2 separate regions of the Sus scrofa genome follow, and region 1 is linked to region 2. A link is a contact called in public Hi-C data. All regions are on one chromosome and are shown on one strand. Each heading gives the region's core, a stretch centred on a gene start, on an enhancer-like site or on the middle of the called end of the contact. The rest is flanking DNA. Distances are from core to core; before and after follow the strand shown. Region 1 holds the start of ACAD10 (acyl-CoA dehydrogenase family member 10). Region 2 holds the start of FAM109A (sesquipedalian-1).

Region 1 (5,504 bases), core at 447-2,946, 240 kb before region 2:
GTTAATGATCCGGCGTTGCCGTGAGCTGTGGTGTAGGTTGCAGACGCGGCTCGGATCCCACGTTGCTGTGGCTCTGGCGTAGGCCGGTGGCTACAGCTCCGATTTGACCCCTAGCCTGGGAACCTCCATATGCCCCGGGAGCGGCCCAAAGAAATAGCAAAAAGACAAAAATAAATAAATAAATAAATAAATAAATGGTTTAGTAGAGGTTGAGTGTTGGCTCTAAACTCAGACTGCATGGGTTCAAAGTCTAGTTCTGACAAGTGCTGAGTGTGAGTTCCTGAGCAAATTATTCTCCAGGCCTCAGGTTCCTCCTCCCTAAAATGGGAATAATTATAGTTCCTGAATCATGAAACTGTTGCTACTATTACATAAAATAAAGCATGTAAAGCACTCAAGTTAGTTCCTGGTACACCATTAAATGTTTTCTATTATTACAATATACTACAAAAAAGTTCACATGACGTCTCATGTGTTATATACACATAATATGTGCATATGGCATATGGAGTTTCACATAAATCAGTGATTGACAATGGGGCAATTTTGGCCCCAAGGGGACATTTGGGAGTATCTAGAGATATTTTTGGTTGTCACCACTTGGGAGGTGCTACTGGTATCTAGTGGATTAGGCCAGGGATGCTGCTAAATATCTTACAAAGCTCAGGATGTACACTCCCTCCAAAGAATTATCAGAGCCCAAAATGTTAATAGTGCATAAGGTGAGAAACCCTCATATAAAGAGTGTAATGAAACTATTTCATAGGATGCAGTAATATCAAGCTATAAATATCACTTGGTCCTGTTATATGCATTGACAGTCCACACACTCACACGTGTCCACGATGTGCTATGACACATCTTACATGTCCCAATAGCATATGCCTATAACAGCATCCTAGCACACATACACGGTATATGGATTGATTGTGGCTTTCCATGTCTACATGCTAAAGGGAGTCTGAGGTACTGGAAAGGATGCTGACTCATAAAAACTGATGTAAATAGAGCTGCAGGCTCTACTCCTTTCACTCTCACAGCTATATAAGATTATTCCAATTTTACGCAAAACCTAACTCAAGTTCACAAAACTGGTGACCAAAATCTACTGCATAAGAACAGGAACTGGGTGTTTACCTTATTCACCAATGCATCCCCACCACCCCAACCTAGGCTCTCAGTAACCACTTGTGAAGTGGGACCCAGATGTATCTCTAGTACTGGGCTCTTAACCAGCCCACCACCCTACTTTAACAGAATCAGAACCACTGCCATCGAGTTCCGACTCCCCGTGAGCCCTCAGAGAAGTGGCTTCACTTCTCTGAGCCTCAGCGCACCTATCTGTAAAGTGTCACTGACACAAAGCAACTCAGCCTAAAGCTAGGGCGAGAGGTCAAACACTGTAAAAAGAAGCAAGAGCTCTCAGCAAGGCGCGGGTTCCTCAGACTATTCTGAGAACTTGAGGGGAACCAGAGAGACCTTTTGCCGTCAATTGAGCGGGGCTGAAAGCAAGGCCTCTCGGGCCTGGGCGCAAACCCACCGACCTGCCTAACGAGGACCGGTGATCCTCCAGACGGGCCTCTTCCACGACCTCTACGAGATCCCGTCGAGAAGGGCCCAGGTTTACCACCGCGAGGCTCACGCCAGTCACGTGTAGGCCACTTCACCCAATCAGAGCGCGCTGTGGTACGCGCATGCCTAACCTCAAGGGGTCAGCGACGGCAGCCGGGAGGCGGAAGTGAAGGTTGTTGTTGCTCCGGGGGTTGCCCACGGAGCTGCTGGTGCTGCTGCTGAGGTGGCGGCAGAGGCTCTGAGCCGTGGCGGCGCTTCCCGCACCCGGCCGCTCGGCCTCTCGGCTCATCTCCCAGCCTCGCCTGAGCCCGCCGGGGCCCGCGCCGGCCAGCGCCTGCCCTATGAGTGTGTCACTGGTTGTCATTCGCCTGGAGCTCGCAGAACACTCGCCGGTCCCCGCCGGCTTCAGCTTCAGCGCCGCGGGTGAGTTCGCAGCCTCGCCGTCTCCCCCGCAGCCCTCGCCGGGCCCTCGGGGGTCGCTCTCTCAGAGTCTGGGTCCGGGGAAGGGCCGCGGAAAAGGTTTTCGTTCCAGCAGGAAGCCGAGAAGCGGTTGGCATCCCCCTCGTTCCATCCGCCCTCAGGAGGTCTTCCCAGAAGTCATCTCCCAGAAGCCTTACCCGGTCCCTCCTTCCTTGTGCCTCCCCACCGGGCCTCTGTTTGTATTTGGCGCTTCTCTCTCCGCCCTGGGTTAGAGCCAAGTCGTGTGAGTGGATTTCTTCTAGGCTTTGTGAAGCAAGGATTGGGTACCCAGCGACACTGAAGGCCGCTAATTTAGTTAAATCGTTCTGCTTTAGAAAAATACCCATTGAGGCTCTTTGTAGCAATAGTAATAATTACAACCAAAATGTATACATTTTCTAATCTCAGCACTATGCTAAACACGTCGTGTGTACTGTTGTTTTTTTTGTTTTTTTTTTCCAATTATCTTCGTAAAATCCTATCGGTTAGATGAGTATATGACCCTTTTACAGACTGGAAAACTGAAGCCCAGGGACTGAGAGTCTTGCCTGCAATCATGTGTAAGTGGCAAAACTGGTATTCTTACTCAGCTGGGCTTGACAGTCTCAGCTCTTCATTACCAGCCATACGTCCTCTTCAGTGGAGCATGCAAGTATGACCCCTTTGAGACTCCAACAATTACCCGACAACAGCAACATTCATTCAAGAAATACTTTTTGAATCCTCACTGTCACTTGGAGCTTTTTTTTTTTTTTTGATCTTTTTCTAGGGCCGAAACTGCGGCATATGGAGATTCCCAGGCTAGGGGTCGAATCAGAGCTGTAGCCACTGGCCTACGCCAGGACCACAGCAGTGGGGGATCCAAGCCGCGTCTGCGACCTACACCACAGCTCAGGGCAACGCTGGATCCTTAACCCACTGAGCAAGGCCAGGGATCGAACCCGCAATCTCCTGGTTTCTAGTTGGATTCGTTAACCACTGAGCCACGGCAGGAACTCCTCTTGGAGCTTTAATGTGTTCAGAAAGACGTGGTCCTTGCTTTAAGGCACTAGCAGTTCAGTACAGTTCATAGAGACGGATGAATTAAATAGAGAATAAATGTAGAATTACAGCTGTGGCAACTGTGGTGAAGGAAAGGAAGAGTTTGGTAAACTATTACAAGAGGATCTCTTTGGTCTAGGGAAGGGGACTGGGGCTGCTAGGGATGGTTGTTGGAAACTTCCCTGAGTATGTGAATTTTGGGGCTGCAAATTAAAAATTCAATATGATTTAATTGGCTACTGATTTCTGAAAGTCAACTAAATTGACATGGGCCACATAAATACTTATACATGGGTCAGTCATGAGTCATTGATCAATTTAATCAGCAAATATTTAAAGAGCTTCCAGTGTGTTCTGGGCACTGAGGTGTAAAGTTCAGGGGATACAGTGGTGGGCGAAACAGCCCTGGTCTCTGCTCTATTAAAGCTTATACTAAGAGTATATCAGTCAGGTCTCTGAATTCCTTCTCCATATTTGTGTGTTTCAGTGATTTAAGACAATGATCACAAATTTTCAGGGTATGATGGCATAAGACTAACTCAGGGTATTTCAGAAGACTACCCCTAAACGTTTTTCAAAGTTTATTAGTGGACTTGATGCCTTCATTTAAGGCTCAATTAACAGTTTCACTCTACAGGTGTTATTAAAATGTTGGTTCACCTGATCATAATCACCATCAAAGCTCCCATCTAGTTCATCTGCTTTAAAGTGTACGGCTTTCAGAATTCCTGGTGTGCCACAGCAGGTTATTTTCCGCAGTTGTGGCTCACATTCAATCCCTGGCCTGGAAACTTCCATATGCTGCGGGTGCGGCCAAAAATAAATAAATAAAATAAAGAATAAAGTGCATGGTTTTCAATAGAACACCCCTGCTTTTCTGTGCTGATTGCACTGGGCATATATTGACTGTCAGGCACTGAAGGAGCCCCAGAGGTGAGTGAGATGGACACTGTGAAGGCGTCTTTCAGTCTTGGGGGAGGGCAGCAAACCTAAAAGGGAAACCTACAGATGGATACATTGAGAGTGGAGAGGAACTTGTTTTATTATCAGGTATTAATCATTCACGTATTCTTTAGTGGGGGAAATGTCTGATGAGGAGATCAAAAAGAAGACACTAGCTTCAGCTGTAGCCTGTTTAGAAGGAAAGTCACCAGGAGAGAAAGCAGCACTCATACATCAGCATCTTGGCCGTCGAGAAATGACAGATATGATTATTGAGACCATGAAGTCCAACCCAGGTATGCTTCCTAAAACCCTAGATTGTCTCTTGTAACATAAGCCCATCATGGCCTGTTTTGTACATGGTGTGCAGTGACCCCATGATTAAGTCCCACAGCATACTATTATCCTTTACTGCCTTGTGCCTTCCATGAGGTCATCAGGCTGCATTTCACCTTCTCTAAATATTTCTCCTAAATTAATCCTAACAAGCTGGGTTGAGAACTCTTCAGTGAGGAGAACTGCATACATATAGGTCAGTGGCAGATCACCTTGAATCCAGATAAGCATGTTGTGACATCCCCAAGCTCTGCTAGCTGATTCCTTTCAGGGGAGTGGATGTATATTGCATCTCCAGCATGGAGAACTGGTAGGTTTGGTTTTCAGACTTAAAAACTTTGAATATTTGTCCCACTTAAGAGTGCCTAATGGGAGTTCCTGTCATGGCTCAGTGGTTAATGAACCTGACTAGTATCCATGAGGACGCAGATTCAATTCCTAGCCTTGCTCAATGAGTTAAGGATCCAGCATTGTCGTGGCTGTGGTGTAGGTGGCCAGCTACAGCTCAGATTTGACCCCTAGCCCGGGAACCTCCATATGCCACAGTGCAGCCCTAAAAAGACAAAAGACAAAAAAAAGAGTGCCTGATGGAGGACATCTGCTATGTTGTGTACTGTCACGTGTAAGGGCCGCTCCTGAGTTTCTGCAGGTGTTAATGACATTGGTGGGGAGTGGGTAGGCAGTGATCACTTTCAAGTTGAGGTGTTCCTACAACTCTGCTATTCTTTGAATATACTTCTTAATGAAGTACATTACAATTTTTCTATCAAAGTTTATTTTTCTGGGTGTTCCCGTCATGGTTCAGTGGTTAACGAATCCGACTAGGAACCATGAAGTTGCAGGTTCGATCCCTGGCCTCACTCAGTGGGTAAGGATCTGGCATTGCCGAGAGCTGTGGTGTAGGTCGCAGATGCGGCTCGGATCCCGCGTTGCTGTGGCTGTGGTGTAGGCTGGCAGCTACAGCTCCTATTGGACCCCTAGCCTGGGAACCTCCATATGCCGCGGATGCAGCCCTAGAAAAGGCAAAAGATAGGGAAAAAAAAAAAAAAAGTTTATTTTTCTGATTCAAAGTCTTTATCTAGTTAGAATCCTTTAGCATATTTATTTATTTTATTTATTTTTGCTTTTTAGGGCCTCACCCCCAGCATATGGAG
Region 2 (5,541 bases), core at 1,420-3,919:
GTTTTCAGACGCAGCTTGGATCCCGCGTTGCTATGGTTCTGGCTGTGGCTTAGGCTGGCAGCTGTAGCTCTGATTTGACCCCTAGCCTGGGAACTTCCATACCCCATAAGTGCAGCCCAAAGGGAAAAAAAAAAAAAAAAAAAAGGCATATTAAAAAAAAATTATTTTTGGCCATGCTTAAAGCACGAGGAAGTTCCCAGGCCAGGAACTGAATCCATACCACAATAGTGACCTGAGCCACAACCATGACAACGCTGGATCCTTAACCTGCTGAGTCACCAGAGGACTCCTAAAATGCTTCTTTTCTTTTGGTCTTTTTTGTCTTTTTAGGGCCACACCTGTGGAATATAGAGATTCCCAGGCTAGGGTCGAATTGAAGCTATAGTTGCCGGCCTACACCACAGCTCACAGTAATGCCAAATCCTTAATTCACTGTGCAAGGCCTGGGATTGAACCCGCATCCTCATGGATACTAGTCAGCTTCATTAACAACCAAACCCATGACAAGAACTCCCTAAAATGCTTATTTTCTGTGGGAGTTTCACCTCATTTAAAAAAATAAATGTAAGGACCCCCTACAACAACAACAAAAAGATGCCATGCTCTTGCTTTCACATTTCTGCCTTTTTCATCCATGCCAACCCTTGACTCCAACATAAGGGGCTCTGAGAGTTAAGACTCACAGAATCTCTGGCAGATATTCCCCATGCCAAGACCCAAATGTTCATATGCCTGGCATTTTCCTTATTTGGTGAACATCTAGATTTGGGGAAATTCCAGTTTGCCTTTCCTGTTCAAGAAATTATGGCACCATCATGGAGTTCCCATTGTGGCACAGTGGTTAACGAATCCGACTAGGAACCATGAGGTTGCGGGTTTGATCCCTGCCCTTGCTCAGTGGGTTAATGATTCGGCGTTGCCGTGAGCTGTGGTGTAGGTTGCAGACGCGGCTCGGATTCCATGTTGCTGTGGCTCTGGCGTAGGCCGGTGGCTACAGCTCTGATTCGACCCCTAGCCTGGGAACCTCCATATGCCATGGGAGTGGCCCAAGAAATAGCTAAAAAAAGACAAAAAAAAAAAAAAAAAAAAAAAGACAAAAGAAAAAAAGAAATTATGGCACCATCAGGTACAGCTGGATCCACAGGCTCAACTGATATCAGATACGTCATATCTCTCTCTCTTTCCATAGTCAGGGGTCTTCACTATCAGGCAGGCTCTCAAATTCAACCACTTCCCTCCACCTCCACTGCCTCCACTCTGCTCGAAGCCACCATCATCACATACATCATTCATCATCACTTGCCTACTGCAACAGCCTCCTCCCTGGTCTCCTGGGTTCTACCCTTGCTTCTTACAGCCAGGAACCATGTCGAACCTAAGATAGCATGTCCCTCCTCTGCTCAAAACCCTCCCATGGCTCCCATTCCTTCCAGAGAAAAAGCAAAATCTTTGCCATGACACACAAGACCCTGAGTAACCTGGCTTTGCCAATATTCTCTAACCTCATTTCCTACTATTATTCCCTTTGCTCACTTGGCTCCAGCCCCACTGGCCCCTTCCGTTTTACAGACATGCTCGTGTGGTCCCACCTCAGGACCTTTGCCCTTGCTCTTCCCTCTGCATGGGACACCCTTCCTTCGGATATCTACATGGCTCCCTCCTTCACTTCTTTGAAGTCTCTGCTCCTTAGAGCAGTTTCCCTGACCACCTTGTCTAAAATTGTACTCCCAGTCTTTCTTTCCTACTCCTGTGGCTTATAGTCTTCCTAGCAAGAATCACTTCTATATCTCAATTGTTTGTTGACCAACTCAGTCTTACACAGGTGCTTAGTGAGGGACTGTAGAATGAATAGATGATGCTGGTCTGTCCTGTTTCTCTCCTGCTTTCAGGCCAGGGCTGAACAGTAACTGAGTCCCAGAAGGAAGGCTGCAAGAGCAGCAAACAAAGACAGCTCTAGAGAGATAGAACTGTGTTATTTTGGATGGAACAAAAAGAATAAAAATCCCTATTTATTAATAGCATCTACTGTGTGCCATGCCCTTTATATACCATGGTTGTCTCTATTTGAAAGATAAGGAAACAGGGCTAGAAAAATGGATTGATTTTTCTAAGGCCTCACAGTGACTAAAAGGCTTACTGGGACTTGAGCCCAACCCTGCCCAACTCCAGAAATTTCCCTCTTCACCTCGGGCCGGGGGTAGGGTTGCAAGGCATCCTGTTCATATAGAAGAGTCCTATGTTGACTTTGCCGTGATGCCCGAAATGTCCCGTAATCAGCTTTTTTCAATAAATCACACGTTTTTGGCAGTTATATTTAAAATTGAGCTGGTGTTAAATTTGCTATATCTGGCAACCCTAGCCAGGGAGGAGCTCGAACTCAAGGCTAGGGCTTCAGCGAATGGTCACGCCCAGGACCCCGATGCTTTTTCTGGACGAATCCGCCCCCTATATCTACCCTGGAAGCGTGTTGTGTCTCAGGGATCCAACCTTTCTTCCAACAGGGCATTCCTGAGCCAGTTGCGGTTCCTTTAAGAGTGGTTTCAGGGGCGGTCCCACAGGGGCGTGGCGAATCCAGGGGGTGCGCCGGATCTGGGCTGGCCAATCCGGGAGTAGGGGACGAACTCGCGGCCGACCCAGCACCCGCGGGTTGGGAAGGGTTAAAGAGGCGCGTCGGTGGGTCGCGGACTGTCCGGCTGCCTCCGCCTCCTTCGGTCGGATCCCCGCTCTCCCGCGGCTGCGCCGGCTCGGCCGCCCGGGAAACAAAGCGCCACCGCGGCTGCGGCCACCGAGCAAGTCCCAGACCATGGCCGGGCGGTCCCCTGGCTCCGCGCCTCTAGTCCGGCCGTCGCCGTCGCCCTAGGCCGCGCCGCGAGGTAAGGCCAGCCTGGCGTAGTGGGGGTGGGGTGAGAGCTTTCGGGCGGACCTGAGAGGGGACGCGGGACCGGGCTCGGGCCGCCGTGGGCCTCGGGGTCCTCCGGCCTTCTGGGGAGACCTCTGCTGGGGATCTGTCCATTTGCAGTTCCACGCCAGTGGTAATTTGCCCATCAGGGACCCCAGCTGCAGGGGGCAAACTTGGCTGATGACTCTCCTGCCCAATAAGAGACCTCTGGGGGAACTCTGGGGAGGAGAGCTCCACTTGACTCCTACATTCTGGCGTTGACCACCCCATTTAGGACTCTGGCTGTCCTTTAAGGAACACACCACGTACAAAAGGAGAGAGAGCAGCTAGGAGCAATGGCCTGGGATGGCCGTCCTACCTGGAGTGCTTGTGGCCGCTGCCCAAGGCAGTGCTGCGCAGGAGCTCTTCGGGGTTCTCAACACGTTTTCCAGCCATACCTGCCACACCCTCTCTAACATGCCCACTGCTAGGGGACACTTGTGGCAGCTGGATCCAATCCCAGGCCCAGTGGTTTTGGCTTCTTTCCTTGAAATGAGCATCAAAATGCCATGCCTCAGTTCTAGGCAGTCTGTATCCCTGGAGGCCTGGAGCTAATTATTTTCTTTTGGACAATTCCTTGACTGAATGTTTACTACCTGCTCAGCATTTTGCAAGATGGCTCTTCAGGACTAATTTATTCAATTCCAAGAGGGGTGGATATTAATATTCTCACTTTATAGATGAGGCTGTGTTCTCAAGGTCCTCTAGCCTGGACTGGCAGAGGCAAGAACTTAGCCCTGGGATCAGAGAGGGGCTGGGTCGGTCCCCTCCAGCTTCCTGCCTGGCCAGGGACTGTTGAATCAGCAGCAGTGCTCACAGCGGACTCTGAACTTCTTGGAAAACTGTATGAGCACAGGGAGATAAGCCAGCTTGCCAGGCCCTCCCAGAGGCTGGAGCCTGTGTCCCTGCTGCCTCCTGCCTTCCCCGCCTTTCTTGTTGGGCAGGAGGAACCAGGGCCATCGGCAGAGGGGTCCTGTGCTGGCTGGTGACTTTGGGCTCCAGGTGGTGGGGGTGGTAGAAGGGGAGCTGCTGAGTATGAGGGAAATTGCTTTTCCTTTGGCCTTAAGAGGTGGTGAGGCTCCAAGAACAGTTCCTTTGGGCTGGTTGCCCACAGCATGCAATTCTAGGCACAGAATTGTACCTTCGGGTAAGTTGCTTAGCTCTCTTTGTCTCAGTTTCCACATCTATGAATGTGGGATGGGGAATGACTTCTCATGGGCCTGCTGAGAGATTTAAGTAGACAACCTTTCGATTCGTTCTACAGGTATTTGAGCACCAACTACATGCTAGGCACTAGAATTCAGACAAAGAACCCTGCCCTCCTAGAACAGGCAAAAATGACCCAGGTGATTTCAGGCAGTGACTGGGGGGCGCCTTCTTGAGGAGGTGATAGTCAAGCTGAAACTGAAGGATGAGGAGTTGGCCACATGAGATATGGGAAAGGCATTCTAGGCAGAGGGAATAGCCAGGGCAAAGGCCCTGAGGTGGGAATATGTCTGGTGTGTTTGAGGAATAGCAGGGAGACCAGGGTGGCTAGAGACAAGTGAGTAAAGGGGAAAGCGAGAGAGCAAGGGCAGTTGGAATTCAGGGGGGAAGAATGAATTTTATGCTGAGAGAAGTAGGGAGCCATGGGAGGTTTTAGAGTTGGAGAGAGGGTATGATTTGGTTTAGTTTTAATAGGATCCCTCTGTGAGGAATGGATCCTCTGTGGGGGCAGGGGAGGTGCCTAGGAAGGCGTTATGATCTTACCCTGAAGAACATGGACAAAAGGAGGGGCAAGGGTGGAGGCAGGGAGACTGGTGAAGAGGCTACTGTAGCTGTCCGGGCGAGCTATGATGGGGGCCTAGAATGGGACGTGGCCATGAGCAGAGGTTAGGCTGCTGATTTGGAAGAGGTTGGAGCAGGCTTGACAAGTGAGCCAATGTGGAGGTGGCAGGAAACCAAGGGCCTTTTGCTGAGACAAAGCACTGAGGGGAACATTTGGAGGCTGAGAAGAACGTCATCAGCCATGTACCATGCTGGCACTGTGCTCAGGACGTAGTCACTGTCTTCACAGCAACCCCTACTTAGATGCTATTATGATCCCATTTTACAGATGTGGAAACAGAGGCCCATAGAGGCTTAAAGCTTGCCTGGGGTCACACAGCCTGGACACTGCAGAGCTGACATTTGAATCCAGAGAAGAGCAAGCTGAAACCAGAACTGGGCAGAGGGCAGGGAAGTGAGCAGTGGCCTGAGAGGTAGGAGGGAAATGGGGCAAGTTGGGTGAGTGGTTTCTGTGAGAAGTGGGGTCCATCTGGGAGTTGTTGGGGGTTGGGGAAGAATCCCTCCCATTTTGCAGAGAAAGAAACTGAGGCTCAGAGAGGGGAAGCCCATGCCGGAAGTCACACAGCTCAGAGAGGCAGGGCAGGGATTAAACACTCTGAGTCTTTAGAGTTGTGGCCTTGGCCCAGCTGCTAGGTCAGGACAGGCTGATAATCAGCCTAAATCACAGCTCACGTTGCCTCATCCAGAAAGCCTTTCTTGACTGCGTAGGCAAGTGAGATGAGGTGGACTGGCTGGGAGCAATTGCCTTGTCCACCCTGGGTCAGCCCCATTGTGGC

What was found. A called contact is a pair of places that touch in the nucleus more often than the background predicts.
Region 1: a Hi-C map of liver shows a contact between it and region 2, with 3 times the contacts expected there. The contact joins the promoter of ACAD10 here to the promoter of FAM109A in region 2. A contact is called at or near these places in 3 of 5 promoter capture datasets (fetal liver, fetal skeletal muscle and liver), 10 of 47 Hi-C or Micro-C datasets (embryonic fibroblasts, epiblast stem cells, heart right ventricle and 6 more) and 1 of 2 datasets of contacts at active chromatin or transcription factors (skeletal muscle).

What each region holds. Positions count from the first base shown.
Region 1 is chr14:32,838,055-32,843,558 of Sscrofa11.1, reverse strand. ACAD10 (acyl-CoA dehydrogenase family member 10) reads right to left here and starts at 1,696. Exons shown (of 20, transcript XR_002338858.1): 1 at 1,545-1,696. BRAP (BRCA1-associated protein) reads left to right here and starts at 1,675. Exons shown (of 12, transcript XM_021073840.1): 1 at 1,675-1,995; 2 at 4,149-4,310. The coding sequence starts at 1,914.
Region 2 is chr14:32,597,836-32,603,376 of Sscrofa11.1, reverse strand. It overlaps FAM109A (sesquipedalian-1), which reads left to right and starts at 2,669. Exons shown (of 3, transcript XM_013982887.2): 1 at 2,669-2,873.